Linked DNA regions of Hordeum vulgare: region 2 is linked to region 1. A link is a contact called in public Hi-C data. All regions are on one chromosome and are shown on one strand. Each heading gives the region's core, a stretch centred on a gene start, on an enhancer-like site or on the middle of the called end of the contact. The rest is flanking DNA. Distances are from core to core; before and after follow the strand shown. Region 1 holds the start of LOC123448999 (probable ADP-ribosylation factor GTPase-activating protein AGD6). Region 2 holds the start of LOC123449000 (THO complex subunit 4A-like).

Region 1 (5,714 bases), core at 1,021-3,520:
TTCTGATCATAACCCCCTTCTCTCATCTGCATTCCAGACAAGCACCATTCTTAAAGACAGATCACGATGTAACATGAGAATAAGGAACACTGACAAATAATCTAAAATTCAGCATGCACTATATCACCTAGTAATTGTTTCCCACTGAGATAAGGATTATGACAAGATATGTTTATTCATTGTCTAGTCATGTTTGGAAGTGTGAAATAAGACAAGAAGGTACTGAACTTCAGGTGCGGTAGAAATAAATATGAAGAGAATAATATTCTTGAGTTAAGACTGCTCCAAACAGAGAAGACAGTTCATAGTTATTACAATGTCAAACCTTAGCTTGGAGGACACCTCCCTATCATATTAGTATTCAGGTGAGTTTTACAAGATTTAATCATGACACCGGGTAAACACAGTGAATAAAGAGCATTTTTCATGATCAACTAGACTATGGAAATTCAACTCTTGCATATCACAAATCAGGCAAAGCATTGAAGGTACCTTTGATTGAATCTCTTTTGTGCCAACTTGGACAACAGTAGCAGCAGATTGGGCAGCAGATGCCGCAACAAGCGAAAGGCGTCCAAATCCCTGAAAAGGTAAAATGGTAAGGAACGTATACTCATGAGATTAAAGTAGAAATCAAAACAATGTCCAATTATGACACGACTGTCTAACCATATATGCACATTACCCAACTATGACATCTCAAGCTTGGCACCAAACACAATATAACCCCAAGTAACCAATGATGATTGCAGATGTACTTTGCTAATATAGAAGTGCTGCTGGGGTACAATAATAACCATATTAAGTCTACAACGAGAATTCAATGATGATCAGGATCAGGCTACAAAAGGCGATCCCACAGGCCACAGCTATGTCAATCTGCACAGCTTAGTTTAGACACGCTAGAAGGGGCACTTTAACTACATGTGATTGTGAGGGGGTGTTCACAAATCCAATGAAGTATATAAGATGGATGTCCGAGCACTCTAACGGGGACAATACGTGATGCGTAGTTAACAGCGGTGACAATATAGCCATTCATGACTTGCTGTAATAGGATCCCCCCAAGAAACCATTTTTATGAATTTTATGAAATAGCCTTTCATACTCTTTCAAAACTATTGCAGGTATTGGGGAAATGTTTTCAAATTTGTTGATTCTAACCACAAAACTATACTCCATGGAAGTGGTATGTTTGCAGGTATATATTGGGTAGTTGATAGCATAAAGAAGAATAATATGTTTCATTTACCTGAGAAACGACCTGCATGACATCGCCCTGGGCAGCACCGTTGCTGTTCCTATTCGCCGACGGCGGCGGGGTGGATCCGAAGCCGACGTACTTGCCGCCCTGAGAGGGAGGGATCCCTTGAGGCTTGGACTCGTTCTCCGCCATCCTCCTAGCGAAAAAATCCTCCTTGCTGGCCGCCGACGCCTCCAACTCCTGCTTCGTGTACATGTCCTGGGTGGACTTGGACCTCGTGGGCTGTCTCCCCGAATCCGCCCCAGCGCCAGCAAATGATCCGGCCGACTGGTTCCTCCGCATATCGGGACGGACCTCGTCGTCCCAATCGTCCCATCCACCGCCGCCGCCGCCTCCGACACCGCCTCCGCTCCCTCCTCCGGCGGGCAAGGGCGGCCTCCTGGCGGGGGCGGGCGCGGCAGATCCGGGCGTCTCCTTAACGACGGGCGGGTCGGTCCAGGCGCGGCCCTCGGCGAGGGCGATGATGCGGTCGCGGTATGCGGCGGCGGCGTTGGAGTTGTACTTGGGGATGTGGGGCGTCTCCTTGGGCACGCCCCGCGCGGCGAGGAAGGCGTTGAGGCGGTCGTTGCCCCCGGCCTCCATCTTGCGGAGCTGCGGCTCGGTCCAGGAGTCCATGGTGACGGAGCGGACGAAGCTGATGTGCACGCCGAGGCCCCGGTGCTTGCCGGAGCACTCGAGGCACATGAAGACGCCGTAGGAGACGCTGGCCCACTGTGGGTTCCTCTGCGCGCAGTCGACGCACGTCTTGTTCCCCGGCTGCCCCTGCAGCTCCCTGAGCCGCCTCGCCGCCGTGGACGCCATCGCCGGGTCCGGATCTGCGGCGCCGGATCCGGGATCGGGCTCGGTTGGTGGCCGCGGGACGAGGGGTGGAAGGAGGTGGTGGAGGAGGGCTCGCCGACACGGAACGCGGAGCGAGCGAGCGAGCGAGAGGGGGAGGTCAAATACCGTGCGGTGGACGCCTTTGCCCCTGGGCGCGCCGGGGCCGCGCCGATGGCAGGCCGGTAATTCCTCCCCGCGGCGGGAGGGCAGGGCGGGGACTCCTCCTGGTAGGCGCGGCCGAACGGCCGAACCGAACAGCCCGCGACGCCGACAGCCCGGGCCCACAGCGCAGCAGCACGGGACGGGACGGGAGAGGCGAGGAAACTGAAGCTATCACGAGTCAGGAGTCCTACTCGTAGCCGAGTCGGGTCGAGTTAGGGGTCGGGCGGGTGGGCGGGCGCTGCACGCGGTAGAGGCGGGCGGCCACCCGGGCGGTTTGGGGTCGGGACGGGCCGAAACGCACGCGGGGCCGTCGCTCGGGAGAACAAAAACCGACCTCTCCCAAAGCCTCGCGGTTTTTTGACCCGTCGTTTGCGTTTCCCGGCATTGCGTACGAGTTAGGAGGAGACTCGATAGCCCTGCCCTAGCAGTACGCCCGGGCCACCGATCGATCCATCGATCATGGCGGCGGCGCCGGAGGCGGTGGAGATGCCGACCACGGAGGAGACGCCCGCGCCCGCCATGGCCGCGGTGAGCGAGGATCAGGCGGCGCCGGCTGCGGCCGCGGCGGGGACCAACGCCACGGTGCCCGCGCTCTACGTGGGCGATCTGCACGAGAACGCACAGGAGGAGCATATCTTCGACGCCTTCAGCAAGGTCGGTGCCGTCACTTCGGTGCGGGTCTGCCGCGACAACGCCACCAGCCGGTCACTCAGATACGGCTATGTAAACTATTTCTCCCAAGCCGATGGTACACACACCGTCTTCATCCATCTCGTTTCGTTTTTTATCCCTTCCTTTTCTATGATACAATGTAGCCGTGTGCTACTGCTTATGTATCTTCAATTTCGATTCTCCTCAATCCGCTTCATAGGATTAGTGCTTGATAGCAATTCACCGCGACATGTTTGCCCCTTGTTTTTATTCATTTATTGCGATTTTATTTCATGGATTTGATCAGAATAGGCATGTTTTGTTTAATTATTTACCAAACATCTTTGCATGGCATTGAAGTAGCTATGTTTAATAATAATAGGAGGACATCTTTGCATGGCGTTTGAACAAGCTATGCTTGTCGTTGGCATCCATTTTTTGGATCGTTGCACTTTTGTTGTGATAGCCATCAGCATGCAACTAGTGCACCCATCACATAACTGTCATGCGGTGCTTAATCTTGAGCTTATATGCCGCAAGCAATCTAATTGTTAATCTTTTAATTTTTACCATGTATGGATTGTGTGTTTTGTGTGTGTGTGTGAGAGAGAGAGAGAGATCTTATATATCATAAAGAAAACTAACCATATTTGGGTTTACCACGCATCCTTTTTACATGTGTTTGATGTTTTGAGGAGCATGAATTTGCATCACTTGCAAAATTAGAGATTTCACTAGTGTTAGCTAGGAAACAATGGTTTACCTATTATTCCTTTTATGCTTTGAGGCTTGGTTGTGGTGCTATGTGAGAAACCAGTTCGTTTGTGTGTGTATGTGGCACTCCCGCAACATACATCAAGTATTATTAATAAAATTGTCCATATCTTTGTTCAGTATGCCCACACTGCACATGTATCTTGATCGTTTTAAGAGTGGTCTCTCTAGTACGATTCATGGTGATATACTGTGATGTGGATCGAAAGATTGCTATTCAGTATATAAATTTGAGTTCTATTTCCACTGAAGAAGGTATAAATAATAATTTAGGGAAACTTTGTCGTACTCCCTTCTTTGTATACTGCTTAACAATCGCACAACTTCTACTTCTTAAATTAATGCCCGTTCCATGGGAATGTGAATGAATAAGTTGACTTCCGCTGTCTTGTTGCGACTCTCTTCAGTTTTGCCTAAGCTTGTTGTGTAATGTTACTCCTTTTTAAATATATATTGAAGGTACATGTATGTTTTATAAACGACTAGTCTACTTTCCTATTTCTTCGTTCTCTCTTTTCTTCATTTTCTTATCATTGATTTCGTTGTTCAACAAATGGCCTTTGCACAAACTAGTTTTGTTTATGGAGGGGTAATTGATTGGCCTTTGACTTGTTTTTTAACTGTTGACAGCAACGATTGCTTTGGAGCAGATGAATCATAGCCTTATACTGGACAAGCCAATTAGAGTAATGTGGTCTAATCGTGATCCCGATGCCAGGAGGAGTGGTGTTGGAAATGTGTTTGTTAAGGTAAAAGGATAAATATGTTCTCCATGTTAATATTTCTCACTTTGTATTGCCATATGCAAGTACTAACACAATATGGTATTGCTTGACAGAATTTTGGTGATCACGTTGACAATATATTGCTCCAAGATCTGTTCTCCAAGTTTGGGGAGATATTATCTTGTAAAGTTGTTAGAAATGAGGATGGCACAAGTAGAGGGTATGGGTTTGTTCAGTTTGCAGCACAAGAGCCAGCAGACTTGGCAATAGAGACCCTCAACAATTCTTACTTTGAGGGAAGAGAATTGTAAGTTACTGTTTCTCAAATACAACTATTACATGACTTAATTTGATTTTGTCTTTTTTTTATTTTAAACATTGCTACTTAAATGGTTTTGTTTTATAATGATCAATCTTGTGTAGGCTTGTTGCTCATTTCGTTAAGAAGAGTGAACGATCAGCCAATAACGATGACAAGTACACTAACTTGTATATGAAGAATATAGATGATGACATGACTGAAGAACTTATTAAATTGAAGTTCTCTCAGTATGGTCAAGTAACTAGCGTGAAAATAATGAAAAGAGATGACGGGACATCCAAGGGTTTTGGGTTCGCTAGTTTCAAAAACCCAGAAAGTGCCAAGAAAGCAAAAGAGGCCTTGAATGGGATCGCTCTGGGTAATATTACTGCAATGCATTTCATTTCACAAATAATTTCTATTGGTCCATGCATTTTTGCTTAACAATGTTAATCTTATTTTTTTTTATTAGGAGCGAAAACTTTGTACGTGGCAAGAGCTCAAAAAAAGGCTGAAAGAAAGCAATATTTGCAGCTCTTACATGAGGAAAAGCGGAATGAAATAATCACTAAGAGCAATGCAAGTTCCATCATTCTCTTTCTTTTTGTATATTCACGTATATGCATTCACATCTTTCATTTACAAATGTGTATTTAATCCTGACAGGGGTCCAATGTGTATATCAAAAATATTAGTGATGAAGTTGATGATGACACTCTTCGCGAGCGCTTTGCTGAATTTGGAAACATTACATCAGTAAAGATTATGCGTGATGACAAGGGCATTAGCAAAGGATTCGGATTTGTATGTTACAGCACACCCGATGAAGCAAAGTGTGCCGTAAGCAGCATGCGTGGTAATCCTTTATTTATTTTGCACTGACTTGTCACCGTTATACATTGATATCACGATACTGAGAATGTTTTGTTTTGTTTGAAATAAACAGGTGTCATGTTTTATGGCAAACCATTGTATGTTGCTATTGCTCAAAGGAAAGAGGACAGAAAAGCTAGGCTGG
Region 2 (6,501 bases), core at 2,556-5,055, 340 kb before region 1:
GTAGTTTATTTAAACTGAGCACAATCATGCTTACTTGCAATCTGCAACCGCATTTTGTAAAAAGTAATAGACACGCAGATAAGTAACACTGAAAAAGGCTGATATTCATAATTGCCAAAAAAACATGCTTGATCTTTTATATGGCAGAAAAGAACCAGCGAAATGACATCTCCTCAAAAGCATAAAAATCCAACACAACACAATCTATATGGCAGATCAAAACAATAACAGCAACAAGAAAACAATACTGAAACACCAGAACATCTACCAGTGCAACACTTAGACGTTGCATATCTAGTCATGGTGGCTGGAATAGTGAAAAACTAAAACAAGCGACTGAATATTTCAGTGGTTGGCCTCATGCTACCAAAAATGGCCAACTTCAAGCCATTATTCATCAATCCAACAGCAAAATTGGACAGGTTGAAACAAGTCAGCCATATGATTCTAATCCCCAGCAAGGAACAAAGATATAGTTGAATAGATCGGCCAGATTAGGTGGGTTCCAAATAATACTTTGCCGCCTAGTTGAATTTCAAACAGAAATGGCCCACCAACCACCATAAATGAAGTCAGCGGCTGCAAGGGGGGCAAAAGGGCATCCAAAAGATGGCAAAATCTATGTGTACCATCAAACCAATAGACAACCCTTAACTGTTAAAGCAGATCGCAAAGCAAGATTTGCACCTTAATGCTTCTTCAGTAAGAAGCACAGCTAGCAAGCCACCAAAATCATACCAGGCACTTTGTGGACCACCTGAAGAAGGAAGATCACACGAAAGAACAGTATCCATCCCTCCAGCTGGCATGTGACTCGTATGTGCAAGAGAGTATTGCTAGATTTGCACCTTGATGCTTCTTTAGGAAGAAGCACAACTACCACAGCCACAGGCAACTTGTTGAGCACCTGACGAAGAAAGATCACACGAACTTCTAAAAGAACACGCTCTCCAGCTGGCATGTGGCTCGGTATGGGCAAGAGAATATTGCTACATCAAAAGCAATGCTAGCATAATAATAACATAAGATTAGCAACCACCTGCAATTTGAGAGAAAAGGATCATTAAACCCATGAATTGCATATCGTGTTAAGAAAGTAATAAACCAATTAACTGAAGAAATGCAAACAGGTGGGAAAACATACCTCTTACTAAAGATGGCTGAAGCTTAAAAAGCTCGTTCAGCAGGGAAACAACGCCCAAAGACCACCCAAGATAAGGGTTTAACTTGATCACCATGGCACATCTGATTTTCAGCCTCATGATAGACGGGTAGCAAAGGAATGTGAGCACCTCATACATCTTCAATAACTTTCACATGCGGAGCAACTTGGGTGGTCCTTAGTCCTTGCGTTCCTCAAGGAAGGCAGAAACTAAAGGCAATCAAGTAATGTTCATAACAGTAGTGTTCACTGGTATCCACTCAACTCTAGTTCTATGTAGACACATAACCCATACAATTCAGTAAGCCAAGAACCTGACAAGTAAAAGGTTTTGTTGTCCCTTGAACATAGTAGCACAAAAAGCAGGAACGTAGGGGCATCCTTCAAATTTCATGTTGAAAATATCAACACTGCAAAGATGTCGACTTATTCGTTGGTCTGCATCGGCGCCGCACCCTGGGCATGGTACTTCTCCAACTCAGCATCAAGTTCTTCAGCAGACCTTGGCTGACTACGCTCTTTCCCACGACGACCGCCAGATCCACTGCCTCCGCCGCCGCCACCACCACGACCCCTCCCACCCCTTGCACGGGGCCTGTTCTGTGGCAAACTAGCTGAGACACCCCTTGGTGCACTGTAACAAACAAAGTGGTGTACGGTAAGGTGGGAAAAACTATAACTGACAGACAAAAGCAATAAAAGGTACACCTATAATCATTCAGGAAAATGGTAGAACATGATTAATATGCTTGATAACCTAACCGGCTAACTAGTTAGACAAAGATGAATTCTTGAAACTGAAATTCATAATTCAATCACTTCTGCTAATACCCCTACAACTAAGAACAAACTTAATGTGGTGCCATTGCAACACGGAGAGCACCTACTGTTTAATAATGTCTCCTGAAATATTGGGGATCGCACTTGCCTAACAAACTGATGGACAAGTCTCTTGGTCATAGTGCAATGGAACACTTCTGCTATATATCATAGCAATTACAGCAAACAATTGTATTATCACCATCCACAAAATTTAATATCACATAGGAGTTTATGACTAATTCTAGCAAACAGGCAAATTTAGATGTTTGAATTGCTGTGGATTGAATCCACAAATAAATAAAGCGTCAAATCTAACATACCTCTTAGCAACATTCCTAGCATAGCTTCCATTATTGGTTGGTAGTGCAGCTGGAGCTGTAGGAGTGTTAGTCCCAAGTATCTCTATTTTCATAGGCTTGCCATCAAGTTGGACATTGTTATATTTCTTTATCGCTGCAACAGCATCACCACGCCTTGCAAATATAACTTCAGCTGTTCCCTGCAACACACAAGTACTGTCAGGCATCGCACAGAACCCACACATGGAACAAAGAAAAACATAAGACGGAATCACGTACCTTAGACCGCCCACTTCGGTCAAAGTTAATCGAGCATCGCTTCAGATCACCCAGCTCGGAGAAAAGCTCCTGAACCATTGAAAGAAAAAAATAACTCAGGAAGAGTACCCTATGAACAGGAAACAGCAAGAGCATTCTATGGAGAACGATATCAATGTTTAAGTAAACTATACAAACTGAGAAACCATAACAAGAAAAGAACCCCATGTGAGCAGCTTTGTGAACTTACGAAGTAAGCAATAAGATATGCACACAAAGAAATCCACATCATCAATTAAACATATCAAATCAAGATTACAGCAGCGCAAATGAGAACATAACCACACCTCCAAAGAGGCCACACCATTTGGAATAAGCTAAGAACTATAATTGAAAACTAAACCAAGTCCTATTCACCTAATAAGCAAGCTAAGAAAATTCAGAAAAGATTAGCTCGGTCCACTACAACAACGCGAGGCTACCAGCACGACCAAATTACAGCTATAGTACTGGCCTATGCCAGATCTAGAAATAAACTATATGAGATCGTCGGGGACCAACTACTCAGAAGCAACCGAATAACTACATGAGTATGAGAGCAACGACTCGACATGTAGATCCGGCGACGTATATACCTTGAGGTCCTCGGTCGAGACGCCGAAGTCCAAATTGGTGATGAAGAGCTTGGTGCCGGTCTCGATAGCCGAGACCCTCCCGCCGCCGCCGCCTCTGGCAGAGGCGTCCGAGTACATGTCGTGCTGCCACGCCGATTCCGGGGCCTGGATCGCGTCACACCAGAGTGAGAAAACCACCGGATCATCCTCCCGCGCCTCGGCGAAAACGGAAGTCCATCGATCCCCTTCGCCGACGGCGCAAAGCCTAGTAGCCCGTGCGATTCGTTCGTACCTTCGGCGGCTGGTAGGGCGCCGCCCTGTTCCCCGACCTCTTGAAGGCGCGCCTGTTGGGGCCGACGCCTCCGACAGCGGAGGCGGCGGAGGCCGCGCCGCTGCCGCCAGCGGCAGATCCACGGCGGCCCTCGAGGCGGCGGCCGCCCCCGCCGGAGGAGGAGTTGCCCTTCTTGTTGTTCTTGATGATGTCGTCGAGCGACATGTCGATGGTCTCCGCCATGGCTTCGCGCGCGCGGGGGCGGGCGGATCTGGCGCTAGGGTTGGGAGGGGGGAGCTCGGCGATGGGGAATCGAATTGATGGGGAAGTTGAATAGGGTTACCAAGTCGTGGGGTGTTGGGGAATTTGGGAGATATTTTTGCGGGAGGCGGGCGCGATAAAATAGTAGGGGGAGACGCGTAGGGAGAACGCGTGGTGGAGGTGGGGTGGGGGCGCACGAGTCACGACCCACGCGGGCGCGATGGGGATTGTTTGGCTGGGTCGGTTCGGGACTTCGCGGATCGGGGCCGTTCTTCCTTCCTACAAATTCCGTTTTATGCCAAACCAGTTTAAAAGCAGAACTATGTTTGTTTGTTTTTTCGGGGAAAAGCAGAACTATGTTTGTTCGTTTTTGCGGGGAAAAGCAGAACTATGTTCGTTAAAATAAAAAAATTGTTCTGCTCAAGACTCAGGGAACTCTTTGCTGTGCGGGGAAAACCAATGGGAACTACTACAATTTCAACATTAAAAAAAACGAATTGTCCGAATTGTGATATTGTCTTCTGATTGCCTTCTTCGAGTTGTACTCTGCTCAGCAGTTTTGCCTAAGTGAGGAGATGAGAAAATGATCAGAGGATATTTAATCAACCTGCTACACCTACTTGATACTCATACCAAATTTCGAGTGATGGACTTGATAGTTCAGACTATCCAAAAGACTATTGCGTATCAGAAGAGATCTTGTAGATATGCACCTTATATTCAGATGCTCATCAATGTCAAGCTAGGCAAGCATGCATATTAACTTGATCGTCTCCATCTACCTCTTCAACCTAAATTTGAGGACAATAAGGTTGTGATGGATAACAATGGTCCTAACTCAGCTACAGCATGAATGGCAGCAGAGACAACAAAGGCTGAAACTGCTAGAAATAGGTCACCTCCAATTCCACAGCTCAGAACTCAAGCTGACCAAATGCTTTTCTAGTGAGCATTGTCCAAGGCATGGAGAAGAACATTCAGGAGATTATGCAAAATCAGAAGAGTTTTGAGAGAGTTGTGGAGACAAATTCCACAACATGGATTTGAAGGTAACTGAGTTGACCACCATTGTCAGACAACTTCAACATGAAGTTGACTCTGTAAAGATTCCACGCTCAGAGGATGAAGATGAAGATGATGATGATGACGACGATGAGTCTCATCCTCCCACTACCACTAGGTTCAGCACCCAGCCTTGGTCAGTTGTTGTTCCTGCTCCGGAGACAAGACAATCATCTTTAGCACAAGCTTCGCCACCTTCAGCACCAGCTCCAGCTCACGCTCCTTCAGTATCAACTCCTCCAACTCCAGGGACATCAGCAGAAGCCTTCGTCGACGTTGTTCTATCGACTCCATCATCAGCTGCCCAGAGAAACGAGTAGTTCTATACTTTTTAACTTTTTGATAACTTGTTGCCAAAAGGGAGAAATATATAGATCATAGACTTCGTGTGAGAGAGAGCTTTTGACTTTATTTTCTCTTGTTTGGTTTTAAAAACTTTGTTCTTTGGATGACTTTATTCTGTCTATGTGGTTGATCATACGCTTTATCCTGTGTGATACTACTATATCATCTTTTAGATATCCTTGTGATGATCACTCACTTATCTTGTTGGTGTCATGTGCATTACTTTTACTTTTACGCACCACCAATATGTATGTGACATCGAAGAGTAACCCATGATCCTAATCGATTGTACATTTTCATTCAAACGCAAATTTTAAATAAAGCACAAATTTAGGGGGAGCTCTTGCTTTTCACATACTTTTCAAAGCTTCAATGCTAATCATTGATTATATCTTTTGTCGAAACTTTGATGTATATGTTGTCATCAATTACCAAAAATGGGGAAATTGAAAGCACAATTGCTCCCTATGGTGGTTTTGATAATTGATCGCAACATATGCATCATTGGACTAATGTGTTTTCCAAGTATATTTTAGAAAAGTTCAAAAGATGCTATGGCTTAAGGTTTATGTGGAGATACCCCTGGATACATGAAAGGAACAATATTGGCTCAATCTTCAAGCTATAAGACTCTTAAATTTATATTTGTGAAAAATCACATTTGAGTCCATAGAAAAGCCAATACTATTAAAAGAGGGTGAGGTAGTAAAATGAACTGATTGCTCAAATGCTCAAGTTAGCCACCAAAACACTCAGTCATTTTTCTCACATATCCACTCTGTCAAGTTCCACAATCACAAATTCGGTGTAACCAACATTTCCACTTCGGACCCACCGAGTTTGAACCTCAGACAGAACCTTAGTCATTCCACCAAATCGGTGCAACCGAAACTGCATCGATGCTACCGAGTTCAGTGTGACCAACATTCTGTTGCCAAGATACACAAAATCGGAATTTTTGAGTTTGAGTATCGGTGCCACCGCGTTTGGTCATTTGACCATTAGTCACCTTTTCCGTGCCACCGAGATAAAAAAATCACATTTTTAGTACTAGCCGGTACCACCGAGTTGTCCACTTCGGTGTCACTTAGTTTGCACCTTTGTGTGTAACGGTTGGATTTTGGCTATTGCCTATATATACCCCTTCACCCACCTCTCATTCATGGGAGAAGCACTCAGAACACACACTTCATTTCCATATCCATTTTCTGAGAGAGAACCACCTACTCATGTGTTGAGACCAAGATATTTCAATCCAATCCTTTGAAATTTGATCTCTAGCCTCCGCAAACTCCTTTCCACCAAATCAACCTCTCCTACCCATGCATATTCTGCGAGAGAGTGATTTATGTTGAGGAGACTATCTATAGAAGCACAAGAGCAATGAGTTCATTGATCTACCACATC

The links. A called contact is a pair of places that touch in the nucleus more often than the background predicts.
Region 2: a Hi-C map of seedling shows a contact between it and region 1, with 6 times the contacts expected there. The contact joins the promoter of LOC123449000 here to the promoter of LOC123448999 in region 1. A contact is called at or near these places in 4 of 6 Hi-C or Micro-C datasets (leaf and seedling) and 1 of 1 datasets of contacts at active chromatin or transcription factors (embryo).

Annotation. Positions count from the first base shown.
Region 1 is chr4H:469,276,948-469,282,661 of MorexV3_pseudomolecules_assembly, reverse strand. It overlaps LOC123448999 (probable ADP-ribosylation factor GTPase-activating protein AGD6), which reads right to left and starts at 2,270. Exons shown (of 3, transcript XM_045126059.1): 1 at 1,253-2,270; 2 at 493-582; 3 at 1-26. The coding sequence starts at 2,065. LOC123446641 (polyadenylate-binding protein 4-like) reads left to right here and starts at 2,622. Exons shown (of 10, transcript XM_045123209.1): 1 at 2,622-2,993; 2 at 4,301-4,419; 3 at 4,509-4,702; 4 at 4,819-5,075; 5 at 5,169-5,275; 6 at 5,363-5,552; 7 at 5,643-5,714. The coding sequence starts at 2,705.
Region 2 is chr4H:469,616,054-469,622,554 of MorexV3_pseudomolecules_assembly, reverse strand. LOC123449000 (THO complex subunit 4A-like) reads right to left here and starts at 3,805. Exons shown (of 5, transcript XM_045126060.1): 1 at 3,448-3,805; 2 at 3,177-3,320; 3 at 2,563-2,631; 4 at 2,305-2,483; 5 at 1,273-1,796. The coding sequence starts at 3,669. The coding sequence ends at 1,589.